Linked DNA regions of Gossypium hirsutum: region 1 is linked to region 2. A link is a contact called in public Hi-C data. All regions are on one chromosome and are shown on one strand. Each heading gives the region's core, a stretch centred on a gene start, on an enhancer-like site or on the middle of the called end of the contact. The rest is flanking DNA. Distances are from core to core; before and after follow the strand shown. Region 1 has its middle 12 kb from the start of LOC121208299. Region 2 has its middle 18 kb from the start of LOC107922446.

Region 1 (4,671 bases), core at 1,868-4,367, 720 kb before region 2:
AAATTATTTTTTAAAATTTATTGATGTGATATTTTAAAAAATATATATATAAATTTAAATTTTAATAATATTAATAGTTAAACTTACATTTTAAAATCTAAAAAATAAATAAATAAAATTTATAAAAAAAAGAATATAAAAATTTGGATTACTTTTTAACCAAAAAATAATTTTACTTTAAAAACTTATTTATGCTCACTAGAATTCAATAGTCCTTTTTTTTTCCTTATTATTTTCCTCACATTCTTTCCAAAACTTTTACAAGATTGATGATCAATCTTTCAAGGGTCTCTTTAAATCTTTTTTTTTTTGTTTCCTTTTTCATGCGATTTTTTAGTGTTAGATTAAGATTTTTATACAATATTAAATTTTTAATGATTGAATAAAATAATTAACATTTTAAATTAGTAATAATTTTTAAAGGTAAATTAATACAAATCCTTAAAGTTTTGCTTAAGATCCTGGATTTAAATTTTTGAATTTAGATTTTATTTATTTTATAAATGATAAGAACAAAATACATATTTTATTAACAAATTAGTTGAGAATCAATATAATAAGTATTTAAAAAATATAAAAATATGAACTTTTCAAATCTAAAAATATTTTAAAAAGTTTAAATCATTACTATATAAGCATCTAACAAATCCATAAATTTGAGAAATTATCATGAATGTGACCCTTTTAACTATTTTATTACACAATTTACACCATTTTTGAGATCTAAATTCAAATTCTTAAATGCTACCCTAAGAAATTAGGATTATTGTCATTATAATCTTGATTTACTTGAATATTGATAAGAATTTTAGTATTTTTGTTTAAAAGCTGTTATTGTTAGTGTGATTATTGTGAATATTATGTTTTGTATTTAACTATTACAACAAAAAAGACAACGTGAATTTAATTTTCTTAAAAAAAAATTCCCTTTAATTTAAGAATTGAGAATTATAAATAAAAATAGATATCTAGGTAAGAATAAAATATATATATAATGATTTACATGAAATTCAATTAAATTTTAAGGTTAAAATATACCATAGGTCATTGTATTATTTAAAAATTTAGAATTTAATTTCTATATTTTTTAGATTTTAAAATACAGATCTAATTATTAATATTATTAAATTAATTGATGTGATATTTTAAAATAAAAAAAATATTTTCTTAATAGAAATGTAACTAAAAAATATATTGAAATAAACATAAATTTTAAATTAAATTCTAAAAGTAATAATAACTCAGAAAGAAGTAAATAGTTACCGGACAGGAAAGATGGGCGGAGAAGTATGATGGCGTTACGTGCTCCTCTTCGCCACGTCAACTTCAAATCTGAACAGCAAAATTTAGTGGGACAGATGGGTCCCAAATATTAAAGTTTATCCGCTCATTTACCCTTAAATCATTACCAATGTTAGGGTCCAGACGCGTCATCTCTGACCACATTATTTTATTCTTTGTCCCACCATATTTCTCTCCAATCAAATCATGTTAGCAATTTTAATCTCAAATTTCATCTAATTCCTGAATGATAGTTACAAATTATTTTAAAAAAAATTATATTAGTATTTATTATTTTAAAATAATAATTTTTATTTAGATTCCAAAGATTATTTAAAGATGGTAATTTTACATTGCGCATGATAAAATTTAGGTTATTCTGATTATTTAATTGGGTGTATTTGATAAATTATTAAAATATTTAGGAGTGAATTTTAGGGATTGAAAATAAATTATAATTTTTTGAGATATCAAAATATACTTTTATCATTTATTAACTTATAATTTTATTATTTTGGAAAAGACTAAAATGATTTTATTTTTTCATTTTTAGGCCTAAAATGTAAATTTACTATATATAAATTTGTTATTTATGACGGACTAAAATGTTAATTTTTTCATTTGGGCGCCTGCCCCTAAGAACAAAAAGTAAGAGGTGCACTCTCTTATTACAACAAGTCTGGGAAAATCAAAGGGAAGGCTACAGAAGCTGCAATGCGAGCTTTAATGTTGGATTGAGTCGCCAGGTCTAAAAGAGAGCTTTTAATGTTGAGTATATGTTGAAATAAAATCAATAATAACAAAAATTTAGGTTAAGTTGTTATTATTATTAAAATTATTTTATTAAATTCATTAAGATAATATTTTAAAATTTAAAAAATCACTTATTAATAATATAATAAAAAAATAATGTTGAAAATGTCTGGCGGACTTTAAAAAATTAATTGAATTCACCGTGATAAAATAATATTTTTGTTGAAATATTATTTTTATGAAAAATTGACATTAATATTTTAATTTAAATGATTAAAAATATTAATTATTAAGATAAACTAATAATATTATAAAAATTAAAACTTTAAATTATGTCAAATTTAATATTAGAATCAAAATTGATATTTAATGATTGTGATGCAAAATATGAAGAAAAAAAAAGCGAAGAGAAGCTACATTTGCATATCTAAACTTGTTAGAGTATTCAAATTACCTACAAATTCCTAATTATTTAGATATTTAATTTTTAATTATTAAGATAATTTTCATTTTCTTTCCTCACATAGTTTAAATAGTTTCTCGTCAACAAATTGGATTCAATCCACGTCACTATAGCAAATGAAACTGAAATGCTGATGCAGCTACTAAATTTAAATAAATTACTTAAATTAATTACAAAATTTAAATCATCCCCTAATAGGGAGACTTCATATAAGCATAAATCATAAGATCTGTGATGAGTTAATTTAACTAATTTATCAACATCCTAATTGTTTTTTTCTAGGGATATATTGAATTTGCCATTGTTTAAATCGTATCAACAATTGATGAATTCCACTGATCAAAGTAGAATTAGAGTTATTTGTTGTCCTCTCCTAAATAGCTTTTTAGCTTATCAATCTCAATTAAAACACTATCATAACCATTATTACTTAAAAAATTAAACCATCAAAGATTCCTCGACATAAAAAAATAAACAATAAACTAATAATGTTGTTCGATAGTATATATAAAAGTCAATCAAATTTGGTTTAATATAAAAGAGTAAAGAAGCCACGTAGTGGGTGCATTTGGATAAATTAATAGTGTAGCTGTTCTTAAGGTGTTGAGTAGAGCGCTATGAGCATCGCTTTCCAATAGATGACCAAAGTGGGCAATGATTTATGATTATAATTGACTAGCCCACTAATAATATCTTCCCCAACTGTTATTATTTAATTACTATTTTTCTGTTTCTGTCAAATGGGTTTGGAAGTAAATTATGGGAGTATTAGGCTTTGTGGAATTTCAATCCTTTGATTTTATTGAATGAGTTATTTAGTGGAATTTCATTTTCTCTTTATTTGTCAACATTCGGTGGAAGAGACTAAAAATAGCCTATTCAACACTAACACGCAATACTTTTTTCTTTTGTTTTAATCAATTTTACCCAGTAATTTTTTTTATTTTTATTTTCAAACTCACTCTCAATCATTTTCTTTCTCTTTCATTCAATTTTCATAAACTTCTAAAATAAATTGCAGAATCTATTTCTGTTTTCATCTTAGTTTTACTTTAATCTTACTCATCATTTTCTTCTACTCTCCATCAATTTCTAGAATATAATAAGAAAGAATAAAAACTCATTTCTCAATAATTTCAACTCTCGATCAATTTACAGAAGACAATAAAACTAAAACTAAAACTCATTTCTTGATAATAGATATGTAAAACGTGATTTGGAGAAAGAAACTTTCTTATTTTTCTTTCAAATAACAGATAAATAAAAAGGGAAACAAGAAAATGAAAAAAAAAAAAAAGAAAGCTTAAATTAAAGGCATTTGGAGCAAGTGAAATAGTGGACGCCGATGCCATCAGTGGTTGAAAAATAATTTTTTTAAATATAAATACATGTATTTTTTTCATTCAGTGCATATATCATAAATACCCAAACGAATTTTTGAGCAATAATGTTTCAAGTATAATTTATAAAAATAACTGTTGATATTATTTTTTAGGGTAATTTATAAAAATAGTTACTTTTGTTTACCTCAGGTTACATTTTGGTCACTTATGTTTCAAATGTTACGTTTTAGTCACATATATTACTATTTTGTTACTAAGTGATCACTCTACCATTAAGTTCTGTTGTCTCTCTAACAGTAATCCTATATAGCAGTCCAACTAGATTTTAGATGTCAACTTGGATTTCTAAATGGGATGAAAATAGATTTTTAATTTTTAAACCTAAACCTTAACTAAAAAAACTATTCATCTCCTCTTTTTAATTTTTCCTCGGTCTCTTCTTTTTTTCAATAGTTTTTTTTTTCATTTGATTGGAAAAACTATTATTAAGATCAAAATAGTTGGAATCAAATTGATTGCTTCATAAAGATGAAGGTATGTCTTCTTTGCATTCATCTATCTCTTTTATTCAATACTGAAAAATAAAAGATTGGATTTTTTATTATTTAATGAAAACCCTAAATTAAAATTCTTGATATAAATATTAACAATTAAAAGAATTTCAGATTAAAAAAAGGGATACCCACAAAGGGATGTGAACAAACAAGCCGATTTAGATAAAAAAATCGGATTGAGACACTAATTATTCAAGAAAGTGAAGAATTGGAAAATAAAATGATTAGGAACAAAAACGATTACCATCTTCTTATTCGTCGACAACTACTTCATTTT
Region 2 (4,609 bases), core at 1,818-4,317:
TTGTATAATATTAGTACTCATTTTATACCAATATTTTTTAAAAAATTAGATTATGGACACCAAATGATCGGCACTATTTTTTAAGGAATAAAAGAATAGTTTTTTAAGTTTTGGCCATTGCATGTCCGACATTAATATGTAATTTTTTTTTATTGGCTGCTTCTTTCCTTTTCTTTTTTTTTTTCTTGCAAAGAAAGCAAGCATCCAAGAAATGGGGTTGATGAACGTCTTCAAATATGGCATCATAAAATCAAGCAAGCCTCGAAGAAGAAACTAAACCAAAAGAAGATGAAGAAAAAGAAGATAGATTCCTCAAACAACTCTTCCTAGAGTAACAAAGAGGTCTTGAAAGAAACCCATTTTGGTTAACCGTTTGGTAATGGCTTCCTGAATATCCAACATCCATATCTACAATGGAAGCCAATCCATCATCTTCCTTGATGAAACAAGGCCTCCTTGAAGGCCCTAAAGACTCCATTTGTATTTTAATTTTTTCCATCATCAAAATTTGCTTTTTAATCTTTTTCCTATTTTGAAGGATTAGTTTGAGGAATCTATCTTCAGTTTCTTCGTCGTTTTCTTCTGGTTCAGTTTCTTCTTCGAGGTCAGTTCGGTTTTACGATGATTTAAAGATGTTCATCAGCCCCATTTCTTGGATGTTTGTTTTCTTTGCGAGAAAAACAAAAGAAATAAGCAGCGAATAATAAAGAAAGAAAGAGAAAAAAAATACATGGTCAGCACTCAAAATAATTTTTTTTAAAAAGCTCGTGCTGACCATGTTATTGTCAAAATCTAACACAAAAATATTTTTTTACTCCTCAAAAGTGGTGTCAATTATTTGGTTTCTATAACTTTTTTTTAAATATTGGTATAAGATGAGTATTGATATCATATAATTTATAATAAAAAAACACATAGATGCAGATTATTTAGTATCCATAATCCAAAAAATTATTTTTTAATGTATTTTATGCGGGTGTTAGACCATCTAGTATTCATAATCTAATTTTATTATTTATTTCAGATCATTTAAATAATTATTAACATAAGTCATTCTTATAAATAATTAATTTTTGGATTATTTAAGTAAAATAGCCTTTAGTCTTACTTCGCTACCTTGGACCAATGCCAGAGCTAAAATCCCTCTCTTTCAATTTCCTACTAAATTACGGGTTTCTTTTTTACCTTGTTAGCCCCTTTACTTTAAAATAATTTGAGATTAGTCTCTAATTAAACTTTTTAAATTCAATCATTAAATCATTCATATTTTTAATCAGAATTTATCAACTCGACATATTAATTAAACTACATTGATATGATGTAACATATGCTAAACGAAAAAAATATATATTAAATTGATAAAAATTTTAATGAAAAACACGAACGATGCTAATGTCTGAATTAAGATTTTCAAATCGAAAAATAAGAGTAATTAAACTTTAAGGTTTTAAAATACAGAAAATAAATATAAAATTTTGCTAAATTACAATAAATTTGAACTTTTTTTCGTTGTTAACTTTCAAAATTAACAAACTATCATTAATTTACCCAAAAATACCAACATTAGTTAGCATCTCAATTAATATTAACTCAATCATTGAAAAGATTCCTTCTTATTTGCTACATATCTATAGTCAAGATTGAAAAATCGAACTGAATGATAAATTGGTGAGGTTTTCTATATAAATTTAACTCTTTTTGATCTTTTGGTTTAATAAATAAATTAAATTTAGTAAAGATTTATAGTTTATTACTTTAAAAATAAACAAAATTAATATTATTTTTATTATTTAAATTTAGTTTTTACTTATTTAATCGGTTTTACCAACTCTTTCAATACTCCACTTTTAAAATAAACACCGAAATGAAAATAGATAATATAAAATTTAGTCATTAAGCTTAGTAATTTTCTCAACTTAGTCCTTTTTTTCTAACTTAACTTTTTTCAGTTTTTGTGTATGTGATAATATGACATTTTGATATTGTGCCAAATTATCCCCCAAAAAATTATTTTTTATTAAAAATTTAGTGATAAAGTGGTACAATTTCAAAGTGTCGCGCCATTATAAAGATCAAAATTGTGAAAAGTTGTCAAGTTCCAAAATTAAAGTGGACAAAAAAAAAAGTTTAAAGACTAAGGAAAAATTGTCAAATTCAAAGATTAAAATGTTACCTTATACTTTAGGAAACAAATTTGGTACAATATCAATGGAATTTTTAATCTCTACATGAAAGGTTAAGAGCATGACAAGTGTCTTACAAAATTATAATAAAAAATTTTAAAAAATAAATATTAAAAAAAGAAATAAATGACAATTTTTTAAAATTATTTATAGAATAAAAAAAACACTGTAAGTATATCAAATACAAACTTATCTTTTAAATAGATGTTAGATTGTTGATATTGGTACAAATCAAGTTTTTTTCAACATGGGTTGAAGTTAATACAAGCTACTAAAAATTTAGAAACAAAATATTGATTGAGTGGTTGTTTTTACAAGGGGCACATACTAGATGATGGATTTCGAATTTAGAAGTTAATGTCATTGAAGATTTAAATAAACAGTACGAATTATTTGTGATTAGTAAAAAGAATTATGGAGACTTTTATATCAAGAGTCAAATTATATTTTTTTATTTAAAAATTGGATAAATTAATTTTTGTATATTAAATTAAAGAATAAATTGGTCTTTTTTGTTAAAAATTTATCTATTTGTATTGTTAAAAACTAGTGTGGTTGATAAATAATCAAATAATGACATGTAATGCGCCATATGTATTTCATGCTAACGTATAGGGACTCATTTTTTAACCGTACAAATAAATAAAATTTTAAAAAGAGAATTAATTTATTTTTAATTTAAGGTACAGAAATTAATATACCTAATTTTTAGTAAAATAAGTAAAATATAATCTAATTTTTAATACAAATGTTTAAGTAAGGAGTGAATAATATTGGAAATGAAAAGGAAATATATAACATTTGAAATGGAGAAATAATGGAGCAGTGTGGATTTTAGCTGTGAAAAGCAAAGAAGAAAGCAAGAATAAGTTGGTAGTGTTAAGGTTCCAGGGTCCTTATCATGTGTTGGCGGAAATCTTTTGAGCAATGACAGGTAAGACTGAGACCCACGTTTTGGCACCACTATTCACCACTCAGCACTAGCTGTGTATGACTTTACCCATTTCCCCATTTTGACTTTTAATTTTAGGTCCTAATTTAGTTTATAAAACTTGAATTTTAAATATCCATTTTACTGAATGTCACATGGTATTTTAGGATTTTTTTTAAAAAAATATTGATACTAACAATTATAATTGGTGTGTTTACATAAACACTTTTTCAGAAAAAATAATATTGAAATTTAATAAAATAATTATAATGGAAAATTGATATTATTAAAAATAAATAAGATCAGCTAATAGCATGAAAAAAAAAATCTTCAAGAAAAACTACAAATGCTAGTCTTGTAGTAAAAATCAAGGAATGTCACAAATTCCACTGCTAGAGTTGAAATTTGAAAAGATAATTTGAGTTATCTAAATTCTTCTTTCAAATTTTAAGAATTTTCAAAATTCTTATTTTGTTTTCCCTAATAATGAAAATTCACTTTAGAATTTTGGAAGTCTCTCTTTAAAATCCATCATCTAAAGACACTTTTACATTGCGTTTGGAAGGAAAATTTTAAAATGTATCATCTTAAATTTCTATTGTTTTAAATTATTTTGTTTGAATAATTACTTCTAAAAGAAATTTTAAGTTGCTAAAATTTCATGAACTAAAAAATATTTATGAAAATAATTCAATTAAAAATAAAATTGCATATATACCAACCATGTGCAGTATGAGTATTATTATATTTTTAAAACATATTAATATTATTATAATAAATTTTAAAATTTAGAAAATGATATTTTGTGGTTTGAGTTTTTATTATGTTATAGTGGGAATACATGGATTAAATAAATAAATTTAAAAAAAAAACAATTCTCTTTCCCTCCATTTTTTGGTAAAATTGAAAAAATAAAAATAAAATAAAATATTTGAAATATATATAATTTTAAACAAATATTTCTCTCTCATTTTCTCTACTCTCATCATTTCAATTTAAAATAATTGATTTTTATGCATTGAGATAAAAAATCATAATTTTTCTTATTTGTTTTTGCCTCACTTTCCTTCTGTATCAATTACACTCGAAATTTATTTTCTTTCTATTTTTTTACTCCGATCTAGTCACTTTTCTATCCAATCAAAAATACCTTAAAAGTTAAAAATCCTTATTTTCATCTTTTTTCACTTTTACAAAAGTATTTATAGTGAAAACAATGAAACAAATTTTATTTTATTTTTAAAATTTCACATATTTTCATTTTTATTTTCAAAAATCATTTTTAAAATTTTCAACCATGTTTTCTTCAATATTTTCTAAGAAAACAAAAAACTTTTGTTTACTGAAACTAAACAAAACCTTAGGGTGCTAATTTGGTTTTAAAGAATATTCTCTTTTTTATTTTTTATTTTCTATGTTTTGAAATCGTATTTGATAAGTATTTTTTAAATAGAAATAAAAACAAATAATTAAATTAAAATATAATTTGTTAAAA

What was found. Hi-C and Micro-C count contacts between places; a contact is called where the count stands out from the background.
Region 1: a Hi-C map of leaf shows a contact between it and region 2, with 2.2 times the contacts expected there. The contact joins two enhancer-like sites. A contact is called at or near these places in 2 of 34 Hi-C or Micro-C datasets (both in leaf).

The regions. Positions count from the first base shown.
Region 1 is chrA01:40,830,862-40,835,532 of Gossypium_hirsutum_v2.1, reverse strand. No RefSeq gene overlaps it. Among protein-coding and RNA genes, the nearest start is that of LOC121208299, 12 kb to the left of the region's middle. Within about 2 kb of position 3,117, at least 3 of the 9 cell types and tissues checked have an H3K27ac peak or open chromatin away from gene starts, as enhancers often do. A contact at or near this core is called in leaf, where this site is marked.
Region 2 is chrA01:40,106,004-40,110,612 of Gossypium_hirsutum_v2.1, reverse strand. No RefSeq gene overlaps it. Among protein-coding and RNA genes, the nearest start is that of LOC107922446, 18 kb to the right of the region's middle. Within about 2 kb of position 3,067, at least 1 of the 9 cell types and tissues checked has an H3K27ac peak or open chromatin away from gene starts, as enhancers often do. A contact at or near this core is called in leaf, where this site is marked.